2 separate regions of the Oryctolagus cuniculus genome follow, and region 1 is linked to region 2. A link is a contact called in public Micro-C data. All regions are on one chromosome and are shown on one strand. The core of a region is the stretch at or near the end of the contact, and the rest is flanking DNA. Distances in the headings are between cores, read along the strand shown. Region 1 holds the start of ATP13A3 (ATPase 13A3). Region 2 overlaps TMEM44 (transmembrane protein 44).

Region 1 (4,402 bases), core at 1,180-3,679, 100 kb after region 2:
TCAGTTACACAGAGAAAGAAGGAGAGGCGGAGAGAGAGAGAGAGAGAGAGAGAGAGAGAGAGAGATCTTCCTTCTGCTGGTTCACTCCCCAAATGGCCACAACAGCCAGAGCTGCGCCAATCTGAAGCCTAGAGCCAGGAGTTTCTTCCGGGTCTCCCACGAAGGTACAGGTAAGGACTTGGGCCATCTTCTACTGCTTTCCCAAGCCACAGCAGAGAGCTGGATTGGAAGTGGAGCAGCTGGGTCTCGAACCGGCGTCCAGATGGGATGCCGGCACTGCAGGTGGCAGCTTTACCCGCTACCCCACAGTGCTGGCCCCTGGGGGTTTGGTCTGAAGTCTGGGTTCTTTGTGACCTTTTTAAAAGCCGGAGTGCACTGACAGGGTCATGAAGCGTCCTTTGGAGGTACACCCTGCATCCAGAAGCCCAGGGGGACTGCTAGGAGTTTAAGCAGGTGTGCTTTGCTAGTTCCCCCTGGAGGCCTAGTGGAGATGAGTTAAGATCATTGAAGGCTGCTGTAGCAGTTCAGGCTAGAAAGGCAGGATGCTGGTGGGAACAAAGGTAGGGATTTGGGGGCGTATTAAGGAGGCAGAATAGACAGAATTTGGTGATTGGGTAAGGCAGAGGGCTGAATCAAGAATGACTCACTGATTCCTAACTGTGTAACTCTGATGACTGTAGACATGGTGGTGCCAACAGCTGTGGGAGGGGCAGCTGGGAGGGCAGCAGAGTTCTGTTTTAGGCATGGTGAGTCCGGGGTGTCCCTGCGGTATACAGACAGCTGCCAGGCAGGCAGTTGGATGTTCGGTTCTAAATTTTGTGGAACAGCTCTGGGCTGGACATTGCTGATTTGAGAAATGAAACCATAAAGGTGGGGGAGTGAGAAAAGCTGTGGTCTTAGCTTGGGATCCTGCATTTAGAGTGTGGATTCACAATGGGTGCCACCTGAGGAGGCAGAGCTGCATAGGCACGGAGATGTGGTAATTAGGAGAGTGCACTCTTCTGGAAACCAAGGTAGCAGAGAGCTATCCAAGACACCAAGCGTAGCAGAGATCCGGGGAGATAAGGCCCAGGAATGCCAGGTTGGGGGAATGAAGGTCACGGGTGATCCTTGCTGGAGCTGGGTGAAGAAGGCTGAATGGAAGTGGGGGTGGTGGCTGCTGGGGGAGTCAGTCTGCCAGGTGCTGGGAAGTGAGGCAGCGGAGGGAGCCAGGGCTACCTCTGTGGCACAGGTCTGCCTTAGAGGGAGCAGAGCAGTTGGGCCTGGTTGGGGAGGGCACGTCGAGGGGAGAGGTGCCTCGGTAGCTACGTATTTACCAGTAGGAGAGAAACTTGAGCCTGTTTAAAGGCTGCGGGGTGGGGTGGGGAAACAGCCAGGAGTCAAATGAACCACAGAGGGTGGGGGTGGGGAGGAGGTTCGCAGAGGCCAACCACACGTTGATCCCTGTGGCGTTTGCCCAACACTTCCACGCCCCGTATCGCATTTACTCATTTCCACACTTCGGGGGCAGGTTGGGGAGAAGCAGGTGTGGGTCTGCTGCTCCGTCCAAGCCACGTGGCCTGAGGAACCGGCACGAAGCTGTCCAGCCCCTGCGTCTCCCGCTGGGGCCTCATCAGAACCCACTGTGCCCGGGCTTGGGTTAGCAGCCCCCAGGAGTGTCCCCAAGTGCGGCAGACCGGGGCTGATACGGGCTACGCCCTCCTAACGCGCCCGTGGGCAGCAAGGTGGGAAAACAATAAGAGATGGCTGTGCTCCGGGGGCGGGACAGCCGACAGCAGGTGGCCCAGCTCGCTCGCCGTTCCCCGCGCGTCGCCCGGGGCACGCCGCCGAAACCAAACCCGCGATTTGGATATCCGGCGGGGCCTGACCGAGATAAGCCTTCCGCGTTGGGCGGCATCCGAAGTGCTTGCACGGCTGCTGGGAGGCGGCGGGTGGTCGCGCGGGGCCGTCTCTGCCCGGTGCCCTGCCCGGGCCGCGCACAACAGCTGTCAGATGCGAATTACAGGCTCGGTTTTTGTTTTTATATTTTTTGGGGGGGGAGGGTAAAGGAATGAAAGAGCTCCATATTGGTATCTGGGATTTGGTTTCCCCCACCATTCTAGCACATGCTTCCTTCGTGACCCTGACCCTAGGCGCACCTAGGTTAGTCATTGAGCCTCAGTTTCCCTTTTCGTAAAACGGGAATTTGGATTATGATCTTGTCTTCACACAGAGAGGCAAATTGCATCTCCTCCCATTAGCAAATCCCTGTCCGACATTCATCTGCCTCAGAGCGCTGTCCCCCGCGGGTCCTTTCCGTCCCGGCCAACGGGGGTCTGAAGGCGGGAAGGTGGGCGGGGCCTACCCATCGCCCCGCCCCTCCCCTGACGTCCCCTCCGCGCCCCTCCGGCCTCGGCGCTGGGATGAGGCAATCACGTGACCTCACATCCGGCGCGGGAGTCCCGAGCTCTCCTCGCGCGCGCTCCCCTGCCTGCCCGCCGGCTCTCCCCGCAGCGTGCTCCGGACGCTGCCGCCTAGGGGAGGGGGGTTCGCTCCGTCGCTGGCGGCGGGAGGCCGTTTCGAGTACAGACCGCCCCCCTCCCCAGCGCCTCCGCTCGCCGTCCTCCCTTGTTCTGCTCTGCCCGGCTGCACGCCGCCGCCGCGGGCGCCGAGGAGAGCGCGGACGCCCCTGCGCCCGGCCCGGGCCCCGCCGCGGCGCCTCCCTCCGCTCACCCCGAGCCGCAGCGCGCGGCGGCGGCGGCGCCTCGAGCTCGAGCGACCCGAGGCCGCCAGCGCCTGCCGAGGGCGATGGGGCTGGGCTGAGGCGAGGCGGCGGCTGCGGCGGCGGCGACAGCGGCGGCCCGGCCCCCCGCGGCCCCTTGGTTGCTCCGCCGGGAGGCCGCCGAGGAGACGGCGCGGCGGCGCGGCGGGTGAGTGGCTCCGGCGAGCGGGCCGTGGGGCGGGTGGGTGGCGGTGATGAGGAGGTTGAAGGAGGCGAAGACCAGGTGAGTTTTCGGTCAGCGGCCTTGGGCCGGAAGGGGGCATCACTTCCCGGCGTGGGGGCGCGCTGGGACCGCAGAGGGTCTGGGGCAGGTGCCGGGGCGAGTAGGAGCCCCACGCCAAGGGCGTGAAGGCCTGGCGCGGAGGCGCTGCGGGCGGGGGCGGGAGGGTGGTCGGCGCCCCTGGAGCGAGTCCCGGGGGCCCGGGGGTCGCAGGTGGGCTGGCCAGCGCCAGGTGGGTTTGCGCGGGTGCTGGAGGAAGGAATCCCAGCTGGTGTTCAGCCGCGGAGTTGACAGCCACGTGCCAGACTCCGCATTTTACAGATGAACTAAGTGAGGCCGGGAGAGAGAAGTCACTTCGGGACTTGCCCTGGGGGGGCCTCTGGCGCGGTCTCTGGCAGCACGAGGAGAACCCGGGGCCTCTCCTCTGGTCCTCTCGTGCTGCTCTCGATGGCCTGTCTCTCCATTCCCTTTGCAAAGTCAGATTGGGGTGGAAGTGTGACCCGTGGGGTGGGGGGAAGGCAGTAACTCAGCTCGGGGCTTCCCGATTTGGAAAGCTTTTGTGACAGGTGCCTATTGCTTCCTCTTCCCGTAGATCTGACAGAAACATCCTAGAATCTTGGTGTCTGGACACACGAGGTATGAATCACTCACATAATTAACTGCTTTTAATCGTCAGTGTCTTAAAGCTATATTTAGTGGTTATATTAGTGCAAAATGAATGGGTATGGAGTCGTAAACCCAGTAACAGAAACCAGGGTTCTTCTGCACATGATTCTGAACTGAGTGGGTATGTAATGGCTATTTTAGATCTGTGAGGCAGGAAGTTAGCATTTTACAAAATCTCAGAGATGCAGGGACTCAGTGGATCATTGCAAAGTGAACACAGCCTCTAGACTTGGTTACCACAATGAAGGCGTTCTGATTTCTTTTTGAAGGAGGAGTGCCTGGTTAAAAGTATTCCACCTTTAGTTCAAACGCCTCTTTCCCAAGGCATATGCATCAGTTTTGTTTTACTGGAATATTTGTGGCAGTTTTCTCTAGAGGGTTATTTGGCTGAATAGGTTACTAGTTGTCAGGATATGGGTGGGCGTCTCATCGTGGTCTAGCAGCCCCTTTGTAAGGCAGGGCAGTTCCTGGAAGTCGTTGAAACTAGTGAAACTGCTAATGACTATTGCCCAAGGTAACTTGCTGCTGGCTGTGTTCTTGCGCAGTCCACCCTGCGATCAGGCTGAGAGTATAATAGTCCCGTGAGATTTTTGAATATTGTTAGTACAGCAGTGACTGTGTTTGGTCGGATTAATTGGGTAGGAAAAGTGACCCTTTGGTTGTTTAATCTGTAAGTAGTACAGGTAATAATGAAATAAAAAATATTAAGTAGTGGTTTCTTTTGAATGCCAAGCAGACAAGCTTCAAGTTGATGT
Region 2 (5,069 bases), core at 1,668-4,167:
TTTCCCTTATTTGAGCTGCCATGGTCTCTGGCCATCGTGTGTGCGAAAAGTTTGCTAAGGCTAGCTTTGCTTTGTGATTTTAACCACTGAAGTTGTACTTTGGAGGAAGGAGATGTGAGAGGATGCCTGGGTGTGAGGGGGCAGAGCATTGCAGCAGATGAGATGGAACAGAGCACTGGAGGCAGGGAAGGGTGGAATCTAGTCCAGGAAGGAGGAATCTGAGGTAGTCAGATTGGATGGTGCAGTACAGGCTGGGGTGGGGGTGGGTAGTGGTCTGGAAAGGAAACAGATGGTAGAGACTAGGGCATTGGTGCTTGGTTCTGTTGGCAATTGATAGTCATGGAAGCTACCAGAACAGGAAGTGACTGACTTCCCTTCAGGTACTCCACAACTGATGGGTTTTTTATTCCTAGGGCCCCAACTTTTCAGGGAGCAGAAGTGTACAGTCCTGGTACAGGTGGACATGTGTTTGGTCTAGAGACTGAGCAGTAACCGCACAACAGGAACGGCTGATCTTCGAAGCAGGTGATGGGGACAGAATGGTATGCCTTGAGGCTGTCCCCCACCCCCAACACACACACATCCCAAGCAGAGGCTGGGTGATGCTCTCCAGGGCACCAGAAACTGGATCCTGGTGGTTGGCAACCATCCGTTCACCCAAGAACATCAAATGATCGTGCTAACTTTCAGCAGCACAAACTACTTGAGCTCCAGATGCTGTCTCCCCAGACCTCATCATCCCAGCCCCTCCCTTCACCATCCAGTTTCTGTCATCACAGCTCCAGCTTGTTTCCGATGAGCACCAAGTCTCTTCCTGGTGACCCACCAAACTGGAGGCTTGGGATTGGGCTTTATCGTTCCATGAGAAATCTGCCTGCATGTGAAATTCTGGACCTCGGGAGCCTCTGTGAAGAGGTGCCAACCGGCTGGCACCACGGCTCACTAGGCTAATCCTCTGCCTGCGGTGCCTGCACCCCGGGTTCTAGTCCCAGTTGGGGTGCCAGATTCTGTCCCGGTCGCTCCTCTTCCAGTCCAGCTCTCTGCTGTCGCCCGGGAAGGCAGTGGAGGATGGCCCAGGTCCTTGGGCCCTGAACCCGCATGGGAGAACAGGAGGAAGCACCTGGCTCCTGGCTTCGGATCGGCACAGCACGCTGGCCATGGCAGCCATTTTGGGGGTGAACCAACGAAAGGAAGAGGAAGAGCTTTATCTCTGTCTCTCTTTCACTAACTCTACCTGTCAAAAAAAAAAAAAAAAAAAAAAGAAGAAGAAGAAGAGGCCAAACTACCCTTCTCCAAGGAGCGGGTTCCACTGCAGCTTCATCTCTAGCCATTGATCAGGTTGCCAGGGCCATGGGAGTTACCTGCCCTGATGACCTACTGAGCAGCACAGCGGGTCACCCACACTGGGAAGGGGCTAAGGAAGACACTGGAATCATCCCGTGCTGCCTACTCATCTGGAGGTGTGGTCGATCTGACAGTCTTCACCGTGCTGCCTGTTAAATGTGTCCGCAGGACTCAGAGCCCATTACCACCCTCGTCAACTTCTGAGAGACTGAGTCATGCCTACTAGAAAGCCTGTGGCAAAGACTAAGTAAAGGATTAGTTGCTTTCCTCCCTAAACTTCCTGGACACATTCTCCTGTTGGCAACCAGTCAGACTAACAGACGGGATTTCAGAGGTTTGAATCTTCTGTGAGTGATTACCTCATCTTTATTTATGCTCCAATGGGAGAAAAAGAAAAAAAGGACCCCATCACCTATTCATCTGCTGAAGTCTATTATTTAGGGAGAGCTCTGATCACTAAGATTTTCTTAAAAGCCTATCTAGATCCTCAAGAACTAGCCGCTTTATCTCCGTCTAGGGCGTCAGCATGATAAAGAGATTTGTGTGTGTCATCTGGTGACACACTCACACACAAGGGCATGAGCTCCTAGCTTAGAGGCACTGGGCCAAGAAGCATGGCCAGGCTCCAGGCCACGGGTCTGATTCAGTGTGCTACTTGTCATTTCCCTTTCTGGGTCACGGTTTCCTCATCCATGAAATGAAAGTTAGGCCACCTTTCTTTCCTGTTTGATTTTATTACCATGCTTGTTTGTCTCCCATAGACTACTGACATCTTTATAAACTTACAAGAAGCATTATAATACTAAGGCAAATTCCAGGTATGCCTTAAAAATAGGTTTCATTGTATCACGTATACCCGCTCTGTTTGGATCTTACTATCCACTTTAAGTCAAATCTGGGGCTGGCAGCCTGCAGGCAGCCCACATGAGCACAGGTCTGAGTCCTGGCTGCTCCTCTTCGGATGTGTTTCCTGCTAAGGCAGCTAGGCAAGCAGCAGCAGATGGCTCCAGTGCTGGGCCCCTGCCGTCCACGTGGGAACTGGGATGCAGTTCCAGGCTCCCGGCTTCTGCCTGGCCCAGCCCTGGCCTTTGCAGCTATTTGGGGAGTGAACCAAAAGATGGAAGATCTCTCTCTCTTTCCCTCTGTAACTCTGCTTTTCAAATAAATCAATCTTTTGGGGAAAAAATGAAGTTAAATGTGTCAATCACTAAAGAAGAGGACAGAGGAGTCTTAGGAACACCCCTCTAATTTCCCAACACTTCCACATCTCTCTGCACTTCTTCTCCGGCCCCTTCCCCGCTCCCCTCCCCCTCTCCCTCCCATTTCAGACCTCCGAGGGCTTTGCTCTACCCTCCCCCCAGCGCAGGCGACGACCCCTTCAGTAAGTGGACCCGTGAGGTCAGCACCAGGAGGGGCGAGCCTGGGAACAGAGCTGGATCTAATGACTCGGAGAACACCCAGTGCGCTCTTTCCTACCCTCGCTGTGAGAGCCAAGCAAGGCACCGGGCATTGAGGACAGGTCAACAAACGCCGCTGACTGATGCCCTGCTAATCGGCCGCGCGCACCACTCGGCACACCCTCCCAAGCCCGGGGAGCTTCCCACCGGCTGTGGCCTCGGCTCCGCGTGCGCCTCGCCCACGGCCGTCCCAGCGGGGCAGCAGGCGGCCGCCTCGGGCTCGTAAGGCTGGGTGGGCACCCACTCCCAACACCCGTCAGAAACGAGGCCAGACGCCCCGCGCCCACCCGCTCACAGAAGGCGGCCGCACCGCCACCCTATAGCGCGCTGCGACCTCTCGGTGGTACTTCCGGGAAGGAGGGCGGCGCGCGACTCGGCGCGTGCGCACTCCGCAGTCCTCCCCGCCGCGGCGCAGGGCAGGGAGGTGCCCAAGGGTGCGTTTCACTGAAGCAGGCTTTTAAGGAGATAATTACAATATCCGTTTACGGTTCCTGGCAGATTTATGACCGCTCAACAGCCCTGGGTTATACTGTAAACCATTCTGATTTAAAATACATTAAACTTTTTTGAAGTAACAATAGTGCCTACGGCGACGTGGCGCTGGCATCCTATATGGGTGCCAGTTCCAGAACCCGCTGCCCCTCTTCCAGTCCAGCTCTCTGCTATGGCCTGGAAAAGCAGTGGAAGATGGCCCAAGTCCTTGGGCCCCTGCACCCACGTGGAAGACCTGGAAGAAGCACCTGGCTCTTGGCTTCAGATTGGCGCAGCTCTGGCCGTTGCGGTCATCTGGGGAGTGACCCAATGGAAGGAAGACCTTTCTCTCTGTCTCTCCCTTTCACTGTCTGTAACTCTAACTCTCAAATAAACAAAATATTTTAAAAAATAAAAAATAGTGCCTATATATAGTTTTCTTTACTTCAAGATTGTACCGAAAAGCTGAAACACTGCCCTGCCCCTTTGCCCCCAGCACTCTGCTTCCTGCTGCTCACCCAACCGCCAGCCTTTTTGTTTGTTTGTTTTAATCTGAGGCCACCAGTTCTGACTGTTGCTAGTTCTGGTGGTTGACTTCGTTGGAACACGCTCTCAGCTGCAGGGCCCCAGTGTCACCTGCCCTGCTCCCGCGCGGGTCTGCCATCGGCGAACACGGGCAGAGGCCCTGCGCCAGGCGCCACCCGCAGAGCCAGACACTGTGGCTGAGCGCTGTCTTCGCGGGGCAGGCAGCCGCCGGGCCCTTTGGACGAGGACTCACGGGCCGCCCGGTTCTTCCAGGCCCGCACCCAGCTTCCGAGGCCAACCCCCTCGGACTCAATGTAGGCCTCAGAGCGGGCTGGCCTTTCTCTCCTTCCAGCCTCGCTTCCTGCGGGTGGGTGTTGTAGCGCGCGTGTAGGGGAATTCATGTGCAGGCCTTTAACAGGAAGTAGCCTCTTATTATTTATGTGGGCATAAGGCCCAAGTGGACTTTCATCCAAAAGCCTGAGACCCAAACAAAGAGGGGTGTTGTCTTATATACGGTTTTAGCTTCTTTGTCTCCCTCATACAGCTACGTGCATACATTTGATTGGATATTCTTTTTTTTTCCTAAATATTTATTTTATTTATTTGAAAGAGTTACAGAGAGAGGTAGAACCAGAGTGAGAGGTCTTCCATCCACTGGTTCACTCCCCAAATGGCTGCAACAGCCAGAGCTGAGTTGATCCAAAGCCAGGAGCTTCTTCCAGGTCTCCCACGTGGGTGCAGGGACCCAAGGACTTGGCCATCCTGTACTGCTTTCCCAGGTCATAGCAGAGAGCTGGATGGGAAGAGGAACAGCTGGGACTAGAACCCACACCCATACGGGATGCGGGCGCTTCAGGCAAGGGCTTTAACCTGTTGCGCCACAGAGCCGGCCCCTGATTGGATATTCTAAAAGGACATGGCTGCAGGAATTGATACAATACTGCCCATGCCCACCTGTTCTAGTCCCGGCTGCTCCTCTTCTGATCCAGCTCTCTGCTATGGCCTGGGAAAGCAATACAAGATGGCCCAAGGGGCCCCTACACCTGCGTGGGAGACCTGGAAGAGGCTCCTGGCTCCTGGCTTCAGATCGGCTCAGCTCCGGCAGTTGCGGCCAATTGGGGAGTGAACCGGCGGATGGAAGACTCTCTCTCTCTCTCTCTCTCTCTCTCTCTCTCTCTCTGCCTCTTCTCTCTCTGTGTAACCCTGACCTTCAAATAAATAAATCTTAAAAAAAAAATACTGCGCATGCCTACATAGTTACTGCTGATGTTT

The links. A called contact is a pair of places that touch in the nucleus more often than the background predicts.
Region 1: a contact with region 2 is called in a Micro-C map of ear pinna, with 2.4 times the contacts expected there. The contact joins the promoter of ATP13A3 here to the enhancer-like site in region 2. A contact is called at or near these places in 3 of 6 Hi-C or Micro-C datasets (ear pinna, embryonic fibroblasts and skin fibroblasts).

What each region holds. Positions count from the first base shown.
Region 1 is chr4:84,958,499-84,962,900 of mOryCun1.1, forward strand. It overlaps ATP13A3 (ATPase 13A3), which reads left to right and starts at 2,430. Exons shown (of 33, transcript XM_008266689.4): 1 at 2,430-2,909; 2 at 3,574-3,617.
Region 2 is chr4:84,856,429-84,861,497 of mOryCun1.1, forward strand. It overlaps TMEM44 (transmembrane protein 44), which reads left to right. Exons shown (of 11, transcript XM_070072344.1): 11 at 1-2,530. Among named protein-coding and RNA genes, the nearest start is that of TMEM44, 41 kb to the left of the region's middle. Within about 2 kb of position 2,918, at least 4 of the 8 cell types and tissues checked have an H3K27ac peak or open chromatin away from gene starts, as enhancers often do. A contact at or near this core is called in ear pinna, where this site is marked.